Linked DNA regions of Zea mays: all the other regions are linked to region 2. A link is a contact called in public Hi-C data. All regions are on one chromosome and are shown on one strand. The core of a region is the stretch at or near the end of the contact, and the rest is flanking DNA. Distances in the headings are between cores, read along the strand shown. Region 1 holds the start of LOC100277587. Region 2 holds the start of LOC100273297 (putative glutathione peroxidase). Region 3 holds the start of LOC103646084 (Phosphatidylinositol N-acetyglucosaminlytransferase subunit P-related).

Region 1 (2,894 bases), core at 277-2,776, 270 kb after region 2:
GAGAATAGTGAGATAGAGCACCAGGGTCCTTTTGTTTTGGTGCCTTGGGTTGGGTGGGCAAGATATTTTCTTACTCGAGTTGCGTGTGCTGACGTGCCATCAGAATGAAGCCAACAGGATCGTCGTCAGGTTCAAGCTATACACTGCAACACGATGGATTTTTGCGAGGATATTCCGACCTAAAGCTATCCTCCAACACTCTACCCTCAGCTCAGGAAGTGCGCATGCATCTCCCTCTCTATCTCGTTGTAACCTTTGCTTTTGTAAACAGAAGCAGGCACCCAGATCTTGGATCCGTCCTCTGATAATTCGACTAGGACAGGAGAAGTAATTCCACGATAGAAGCAGTGGCACGACTTTTTGGGGGGTGCTAGCTAAGCGTAGTGGAGAAACCAGTAGCTGCAGGTGCAGTGTCAGCTGCCTGCATCAAAGCGTCACATTTTAATGTAAATATGAAGCTCAGTGGCGAAGCTAGTTTGTACCTATCGGATGCAATACGCCCCCTTGAAAACGCAAATTCTATAGATGCAGTTAAAATTTCACTGTATATGTACTCCTAGAAAAAAAAAATAGTATGCCGATCAATTTCACCATCCTCAATTTTGCTCTAACTTCGCCACGCTGAAGCTATATAGCAAATATATATGGGATGTGTTGAGGGGAGAAACAGTGCACGAACTGAAGGTGAATGCTGCCATCTCCACAAGACCTAGAACGATTTAGGCGATCGCTGTGCCGAAGCCCGAAACACAGGCACAGGCGTACATGAACACGTCAAAACCTCAAGAATCCTGCAGCCGCAAGAACGAACGCTGCCGGATGAAGGAAGCCAGCCAATCGGCAAGAACTTATTTTTCGTTCCGATCGAGATCGACTAACGATACCTGCTACTGTATTTAATTACATCCATCCAATCCATCCATGCGAGTCGACGGCGTGTACGGTGTACCATGTATATACATTTATCAACTAAAGGACGTGCGGAGGAGCAATTACCTGCCACTCTTGACTCTTCCAATGGCGCGCTGCGACTGCGAGCAGAGCACCGAGCGGGGGTAGTACGTCGTAATAAAAAAAAATCTAGTACGCCGTCAGGCCGTGGGCCGCGGGGAGCCGGCGGCGGCGTGGCGCGCGGGCGCGAACCTGGCGCTGAAGTCCGGCTCGCGCTCCTCCAGGCACCCGTCGTCGAAGTTCTGCGCGTAGCTGAGCGGGTCGTAGTTTAGCCCGCCGAGGAGGGAGCGGCCGCGCCGCCGCCTGCGCCGCACCAGGCTGACACGCCGCCGTAGCCTGCGCCACAGCGCGGCGGCGCCGAAGCGGCCCCAGCAGGAGGCCATCGTCCCGTGGTACGCGTCCCCGTGCCCGTCCTCGTCGCACTCCACCATCGCCGGCAGCCTCCCAGGCGAGCCCGGCGCCCACATCTGCGCGGCGGAGCGCAGCGCAGCGCCTCACTTTCTCTGCACGACAAGCAGATAGAGAGAGCGCGCGCGGCGCAAGCGCAACTGGCCTGGCAAGTGATGTGTGTGTGTAGCTGGCTGATTGGCTGGTGGTCTCGGCAGATGAGGCGGACAGGAGGGCGCGGAGGGAGGCGGTAGCCGTGGGATGCGAAGCGGACGGCGGAGATGGGGAGGAGCAACGAGCGCCGTGCGTGATGATATCTCATGTCACGTGCTCCCCCGGCCTCGTCGGACGTCGGCAACTCGGCACATTCCCTCGTGCCAGCGGTATCTCGGCTGACGTGGACCTGGCACGGTCCCACGGTGCCGGCACAACTTTTCAGATCCGGATGCAATTATGCAAATGGTACTGAATGTTTGTTCGACCGTCCATTTGACCCGAGCGTGAATACTTTTTCTGATATCTAGATATTTTTGTATATGTGTTCACATGAATATTCTATATGAATATCACGAATATAATTTTATCACTATTGGGTGCATTTCAGATAATTCAAAAAAACTGACCTACCCATGGCGGATATTATCAGACAAACACATCGTGGATGTTATTCCTAAAGTATTCGCCGGCTCAAATTTAAATAAAACGAGTCTGTTAAATTTATCTTAAAAAGGTAAAACAAATTATAAATTTACAACGGAGGAACATGTTTTTGATCGGCTGCAGTCCGCTTGACAGGCTAAGGTTGTCCTCACTCGTACTTGCTTTAAACTAGGTGAGTGTCTGTGCGTTGCAACGGAACCGTATAATAACACGATAACTTATATACATATGTGACTTATATTGTTATAGATATGTGTCCGTGCGTTGCGACGGAAATAAAAGATTTGTATGAAACATTGATACGGAACGACAAACATCACTATAATATGTAAAATACGTGTGGAAAACATTATTAATATCACACAAATTATTTCTAAAAACTTAATTTAGAATTTTTAATTACAGACAAATGTGTCGACAACTGTACACAAATCAGCTAATCCCTTTTAGCGATATCGATAAGTCTCTGTTGTATGTTTGCAGGGATGGCATATCGGCACGAATTGTCCTCATAACTTAACAGATCAATCACAAAGTTACTTCGAAGAATCTTTGCATCCTACAGACAAAGACATAAGAGAACAAAACCTATTATCTTGTAGAACGAGATAGGCGGAATGTATGTTTTGAACATAAAACGAATATGTTATGACCTCGATCTTGGCTCTCTAATAGTATTTCAGTAGGAGAAGAGGTGGTATAAAGATCATGTAACTTTGAAAATAAAACTTAAAGAATTGTTGGCTTACATTGATGTAAGATAAAACGAAATGTTGTTTGTCACGAAAACTTGGTTCAATCGGGAATTTAACTTCTACCCGAGCGACAATACTGTATTTTGTTGAGTTTGTGATCCAAATTCTGAAGAAGACCAAGACATGCTAAGTGATGTCAAG
Region 2 (2,860 bases), core at 267-2,766:
GGATCATATTCGATGAAAAGCAGAGAAAAGCTGGTGCTCGGTGATGATGGAATCCACCGGCACGTTGTTTCGTTTTCGTCTGCGTGGCCAATGTTAATTAGCTACCGAACTAAAATCGTTCACACACAACAAAACAAAAAGTGAGAAACGCACTTGTCGCAGCGGAAAGAAGATCATGATAAGGCGGCAATTTTTGCTTCCACCGCCGACGACACACGATCATGATCTATACGACCAACCGCGCGCGCGGTCCCGTCCATGACCGACACGACGCACCCGATGCCCGATGGCATCGAAGCAATTTGCTTTTTCTGGTTGTTGCTGCGTCGACCTACCTGACGTGACGCGGTATGCATTCGTTGCTCCCGTACGAAATCATCGAAGCAATTTTTTTCTGGCATGAACCGTAGGGCGCCGCTGCTGCCCAAAAACTCGCCAGTCTACATTTGTTACGCCTACTGCCTGCTGTGTGAGTTCCAGAAGATACTCAGGTTGTCGAAACGCGATGCGTTCAAATACAAACGCTGTGCGACCGGAACACGCAAAAGCAATGCATCCGCGTCACTGCGTCAGGGAGTAGCTCAGCGTCTCACCACCAATCGACGTGCCTTGACGGCCACCGCGCACGAACATATGGCCTCACACGGTCCTTCTTCTCGCAGCCCAAGGGCCCGGCCGCTTCCAGAAGCTGTGCGCGTGTTTCACACTAGTTCCAACCGTGAACGGGCTGCGGGGAGGCGGAAACATGGGTAGCATTTTCGGTTCGTCGGCCCAGCTAGTGAGCACCCGCCCGTCTCAGCCTAAGCCCAGTATTCGTCCCGTAGTACAATCAAATTTACAGCAAATATTCTTTATATTTATATACTTAAATCAAGCTACTATAAATATATGCTTTATAATTACTTCATAACATTTAATTTATATAATAAATGTTATTGTTTTTTATAATTCTAATTAAACTCGTTTCCTATTTTCTAAAATACTCCATTTATCATTCTCATTTTTTTTAAAAAAAACAACAACTATTTTAGCTTTAATTATATACAATATTAAGATTTAATAGATGTTTGAATCTAATTCTATATAGTAAATTAATTCGAAGAAACCAATATTATTAATGTTTATTGCATACATAATTAAATTTATAAAAGTTTAAATTACAATAACAATTATTTTTAAGAAGAAGGGGAGTTTATCATTTGGTTTCGACTTTCGTACGAGAATTGCATTCGTACAACCGCAGCCGAGACGGTTGACCAACGCTGCCACGATTCCGTCCACACGCCGACGCGGCGGGCTCCTGGCCGACGAGCACTCCCCTCCGAACGCCGCGTTGGCCGGCCCCGCCCCACGAGGCCACGATGCAGTAGCAGCGTTCACACCATCTGTCTGTCTCAAGTGTCACGGCGTCCGTCATTCGATTCAACCCCCAACCCCCCATGGGCCTGGCCGTATAAATCAACCGCCGGTGAAGTCTAGTCGTCTCGTCGCTCGGTCCACCACCTCAGCTCCGCCGCTTGCCCGCTTTTGCTCTCTCCCTCCCGGCTCTCGGCTTCTTCTACACGCTACCGTCTCACAGCCGTAAACGCCCCTCCCGGATCCCGCTAGTTCGCCACCGCCGCCCGCCCGCCCGCCGTTCGCCTCATCATGGCCGCCTCGTCGACCGCCACCTCCGTCCACGACTTCATCGTCAAGGTCAGTCCCATTCCCCTCGTCGCCCTCTCAACCCCTAAACGCCTCCGTGCGTAGATTCCAGAGGTGGTACGATCATAGGCCCTCTGAACCCCAAAACGTCTCTGTGCGTAGATTCCAGAGGTGATAGGATCATAGGACCCCCGTAAATCCGTAATATTTTGCATGGATCGCTTGCTTTGCGTGCGGCGTGCCCCGGAGCTGCAAGCTCGAGGCCACTGTGCTGTGCTTAGTCCGGGATTGGGGCTTTATGGTTCCTGATTCGTGCGGAGCTCTTAGTGTGAATTTCGCTGTCGAACCGTGTGATTTGGCTTGCAAAATGACTGGATTTGCTAACCCTTACCTAGCGGTTTTTGCCGAATTTTTAGAAGAGTAGATGCCGCGGCTTATGTTTTTGCAGAGGAGTCTAATTATCGCCTTCTGCTTGCTGCTCGTCTGCAGGATGCGAGCGGCAAAGACGTTGACCTCAGCACCTACAAGGGGAAGGTTCTTCTCATTGTTAACGTCGCATCCCAGTGGTATGAATCATCTGCAGCAGAAACTTTTCTAATCTTCTTACTATTTGTGATTGTTTGGCCCATGGCAAAAGCGTATCAGTAAGGTCGTTGGTGTCTTCTACTACGAGGACATATCCTGTGCAATCACTTATCCTGGTGCAAGCGTGCAATCAAGCGATCTGGTGCATCCGATCTAGATCTAACGGTTTCCAGGGCCGTCCCTGTGGGGGTGCCAAGGGTGCAGCCGCACCGGGCCCCCAAAAATAGAGGGCCCCGTAGCCACTGTACGGTAGTATTTTTTCCTATTAAACTTATCTATTATAGACACAAATACGTAAAGTGTGATGCGTTATCGAGCTATCAACTAGTCTCGTTTATATTCTTAAACTGTCTCAATTACTTATCCAATACCCATCCGTTTCAAAATAGTATTTGTTTTAGTTCTTAATTTTTATGTTTATATTGATGATGATAAATCCACTAAAGAAGCAAAACAAATTCTATTTTGATATAGGGAGAGTATTATAAACTATACATATGATGGTTGCTTTGGCAGAGAGAAGCTTTTTAAAATTGAAATATTTTTGTGAACTATTTTTGATCAACAATAACTCAAGAGATGTTAAATGGCTTGGTGATTCTATATATCGAAAAAAGTTGTTGGATGAGAT
Region 3 (2,935 bases), core at 377-2,876, 360 kb after region 2:
AGACAAGCTTATAATCTGAAAGCAAGAAATGCATGAAGCGAGTAAGAATAATGTTGTAGTAGGATCCAGATTAGAAATACAAACACAGAAAAGCTTCCCATTTTCTGCACTCACAAGTCCCCACTACTCATATTTGCTCATATCTTCCAAACTCTGATGAACAGTTTCAAACTCTAGTTTCACAAAAGTACAGTTGTCTAAGAAGAAAACAAACAGGGAGGAGACAAGAAAACAGTTGGACCCCACTTATGCAAATGCCAATTTCGACATACTCATGCCAGAAGCATTTGTACTCAAAGTACGTTCTACCTGCATGATTTTCCTTTGTGTAAATATATGAGACAAGAAGTCATAAGAACTATAATCACCAACTAAAATTAGATAAATATAACAATTCGGAGCATCCAAAGGGCATGGTTTTTGGCAAGTACCTTTTACCAGTACTTGAATACTTGATCACAGAAGTCTACCGAGCATAAAAGCAGAGGCGGTCCTGCTACACTTCACAGATAGTGCCCAAAATGCCAAAAAACACCGAAGGAAGATTTGGTTTCAAAGATCACTCAATCCAATCTTTGAGTCTTCAGAACCAAAAAATTGCAGGCAGGAACAGGTTATTCTGTTGGTCCCAAACGAAGGCCCTTGAAATTGCCGTGTCTCCTCGGTTTATACGAGATGCCGATGCCGAGTCGGAAACAAATGAAACTCTGAAGCGGCAGGAAGGGATATCTCAGAAGGATCAGAACACGCAAAAGAAAGGAAGCGGAACTTTTTTTTCTTCCTTTTACTCCAGCTAGTTGTCTTCACCAAAACAAACGCGCAGAGCACACAAACCTCCACATCTTCATTCTCCAGCAAGACAGACCCCTGCCTCAGAACAATCTCAGAATTCAGTACCCCAAAACCAAGGAAAACCGGCGAGAAAACCACCTTTTTATCTTCCTCTGGTTCTTCACAGCAACCCCTCGAGGCCTCGAAACACTGAGACCAGCGCCAAGATCGAATTTTCGGCCTCCAAAACTGAGAATGAATAAATAAACAGCAAACCGGCGGATACTCACAGGTCACAGCCAAAAAAAAACTGCCTTTTTTACAGAACCGTATGAATGCAACCGAATCGCAGTTGTCTTTTCCGATCCTCCCTTCCTTGAAATCCTTCAAGACGCGGAAGCAGAAGCATGCCAACCCGGCAACAGCGCATGCAGCGGTCCTCGCCGACGACGGAGGCTTTGCCACTGTGGCCGCGCGCGCCAACCGCTGCCGCTACCTTGTCTCTCTCATTCTCGGCATTCTCTATCCTCTCTCTAATGGCGGATGGAGAAGGTAGGATTTGGAGGGTGACCCAGCCCGTACTTTTGGTTTTTGTAGATCACATTGCGGGGAGGGGAGTCCGATTTGTCTTTTGTCTCTATTTTGGCCACCACCACCTCTTTTTCTACGTCAACAGGTGCGCGATCAAGATCAAGCTCAGCACGTAGTGGCTGCCAACAAAAAATGGGAGATGAGAACAAGAACGGACAGCGCTACGGGCAAATCGGCATATAGAGCCTTGAGTTTTACAGTTAATTAATGCTTGTGCCAGTTAGGTGGCCTGAATTGGAAATACAGATTAAAGCGACCTCTTGGTTTTTAGAGTATTCTTAAATGCGTCTAAAAATAAAATGGTTTATATTGTACAAATATTTTCTTTTCCTGTTATAATAATGTAAAAGCGTGCATACAGACCGCCATGTGTGCACGGGAGTGTCACGAACACTCAGCTGAATACTGCATGTATGCATTGCTTTCAATTTTCATCTCGTGTTGCTTCTTCTGTCGGAAGACAATTTTTTCAAGTACAGTGTCCTTTCTAGCGTTAAATTATCGGTGTACCGAACAAGAACTACCAATCATTAGACAATATACTTATCTTATGTGGATACAGAAAGCCAGATTGAAATAGCAAGGGCAAAACGTTTCTCTAGCCCATTCTTTCTGACTTTGTTTTCTATAAAAAAGAAAAAGAAACATTAGGGTTGTTTAAGCTGTCTCCACTGAATCGGCGCTGCGGGCTGCATGCAGCTCGTGGCCAAACTCTGAATGGCGACCGACAACTGGTTTACCTCAAGTGAAAAGGATTGCAAGACACCACAGAGAAGTCCTGTAATATTTTTTAGGCTAAAGTAATGTTTGATACGCTTCATTCATGCAACAATTTGTCGTCGGATCGAAGAATAAAGTGCGAATGGTGATACCCCGGCCCCTCCGTACGTTACTAATAACACACTAAGAGTATGGCCACAGCAGCAGCAGTCGTCGTCAAATTCTTTAATTAAATCTCAGGATGTGACAAACCAACTAACGAAAAAGATTCGCCAGAAATCAGTTGGATTAGGATGCATAACAAACCACTAAACAATTCCCATGGTCTTTATGCTTCCCATCAAAAAAACTAATCTCTGTAACAGTGTCAAAGAATTATTGTTTAACGTTTCCGATTGCAATACCTCACCTAGAGAGATGGTTGATACCTCCCAGCCTTCAACTACGGTCGCTGCAGCATATACGTACGAGCAAAACACGTACGTCGAAGCTATAGTCGCGCGCATGTATATACGGGCACTTTTTTTTAGAAAAAAAAAACACAAACGCTATTGATATACTCTCGCGGGTAAAACTGTTATAGTTTCCCGTGTAATTGAAAGTCGTAGAAAATTCTCAAAAATGATGGATATTCTTAATTATTTACTATACCAATATATCAAATTTCAAATTCGAATTCTATGTTTAAAGTATAAAAATCTACAATTTTTTAAGTATTTACATCGGATATATTTTTTTTATATCTCTTAAAATAGAATGTATCAAAATTTTAAATTTGATATAGTATATAGTAAATAATGAAGCATATCTTTAGATTTTTTGAAAAGTTTTCTATAATTTTTCTAGTTTGATT

What was found. Hi-C and Micro-C count contacts between places; a contact is called where the count stands out from the background.
Region 1: a contact with region 2 is called in a Hi-C map of tassel, with 3 times the contacts expected there. The contact joins the promoter of LOC100277587 here to the promoter of LOC100273297 in region 2. A contact is called at or near these places in 5 of 25 Hi-C or Micro-C datasets (ear, leaf and tassel).
Region 3: a contact with region 2 is called in a Hi-C map of ear, with 1.9 times the contacts expected there. The contact joins the promoter of LOC103646084 here to the promoter of LOC100273297 in region 2. A contact is called at or near these places in 2 of 25 Hi-C or Micro-C datasets (ear and leaf).

The regions. Positions count from the first base shown.
Region 1 is chr2:19,751,562-19,754,455 of Zm-B73-REFERENCE-NAM-5.0, reverse strand. It overlaps LOC100277587, which reads right to left and starts at 1,526. Exons shown (of 1, transcript NM_001151105.2): 1 at 821-1,526. The coding sequence starts at 1,418. The coding sequence ends at 1,092.
Region 2 is chr2:20,017,759-20,020,618 of Zm-B73-REFERENCE-NAM-5.0, reverse strand. LOC100273297 (putative glutathione peroxidase) reads left to right here and starts at 1,516. Exons shown (of 6, transcript NM_001147738.1): 1 at 1,516-1,695; 2 at 2,134-2,210. The coding sequence starts at 1,648.
Region 3 is chr2:19,653,654-19,656,588 of Zm-B73-REFERENCE-NAM-5.0, reverse strand. LOC103646084 (Phosphatidylinositol N-acetyglucosaminlytransferase subunit P-related) reads right to left here and starts at 1,626. Exons shown (of 7, transcript XM_008670810.3): 1 at 432-1,626; 2 at 1-15.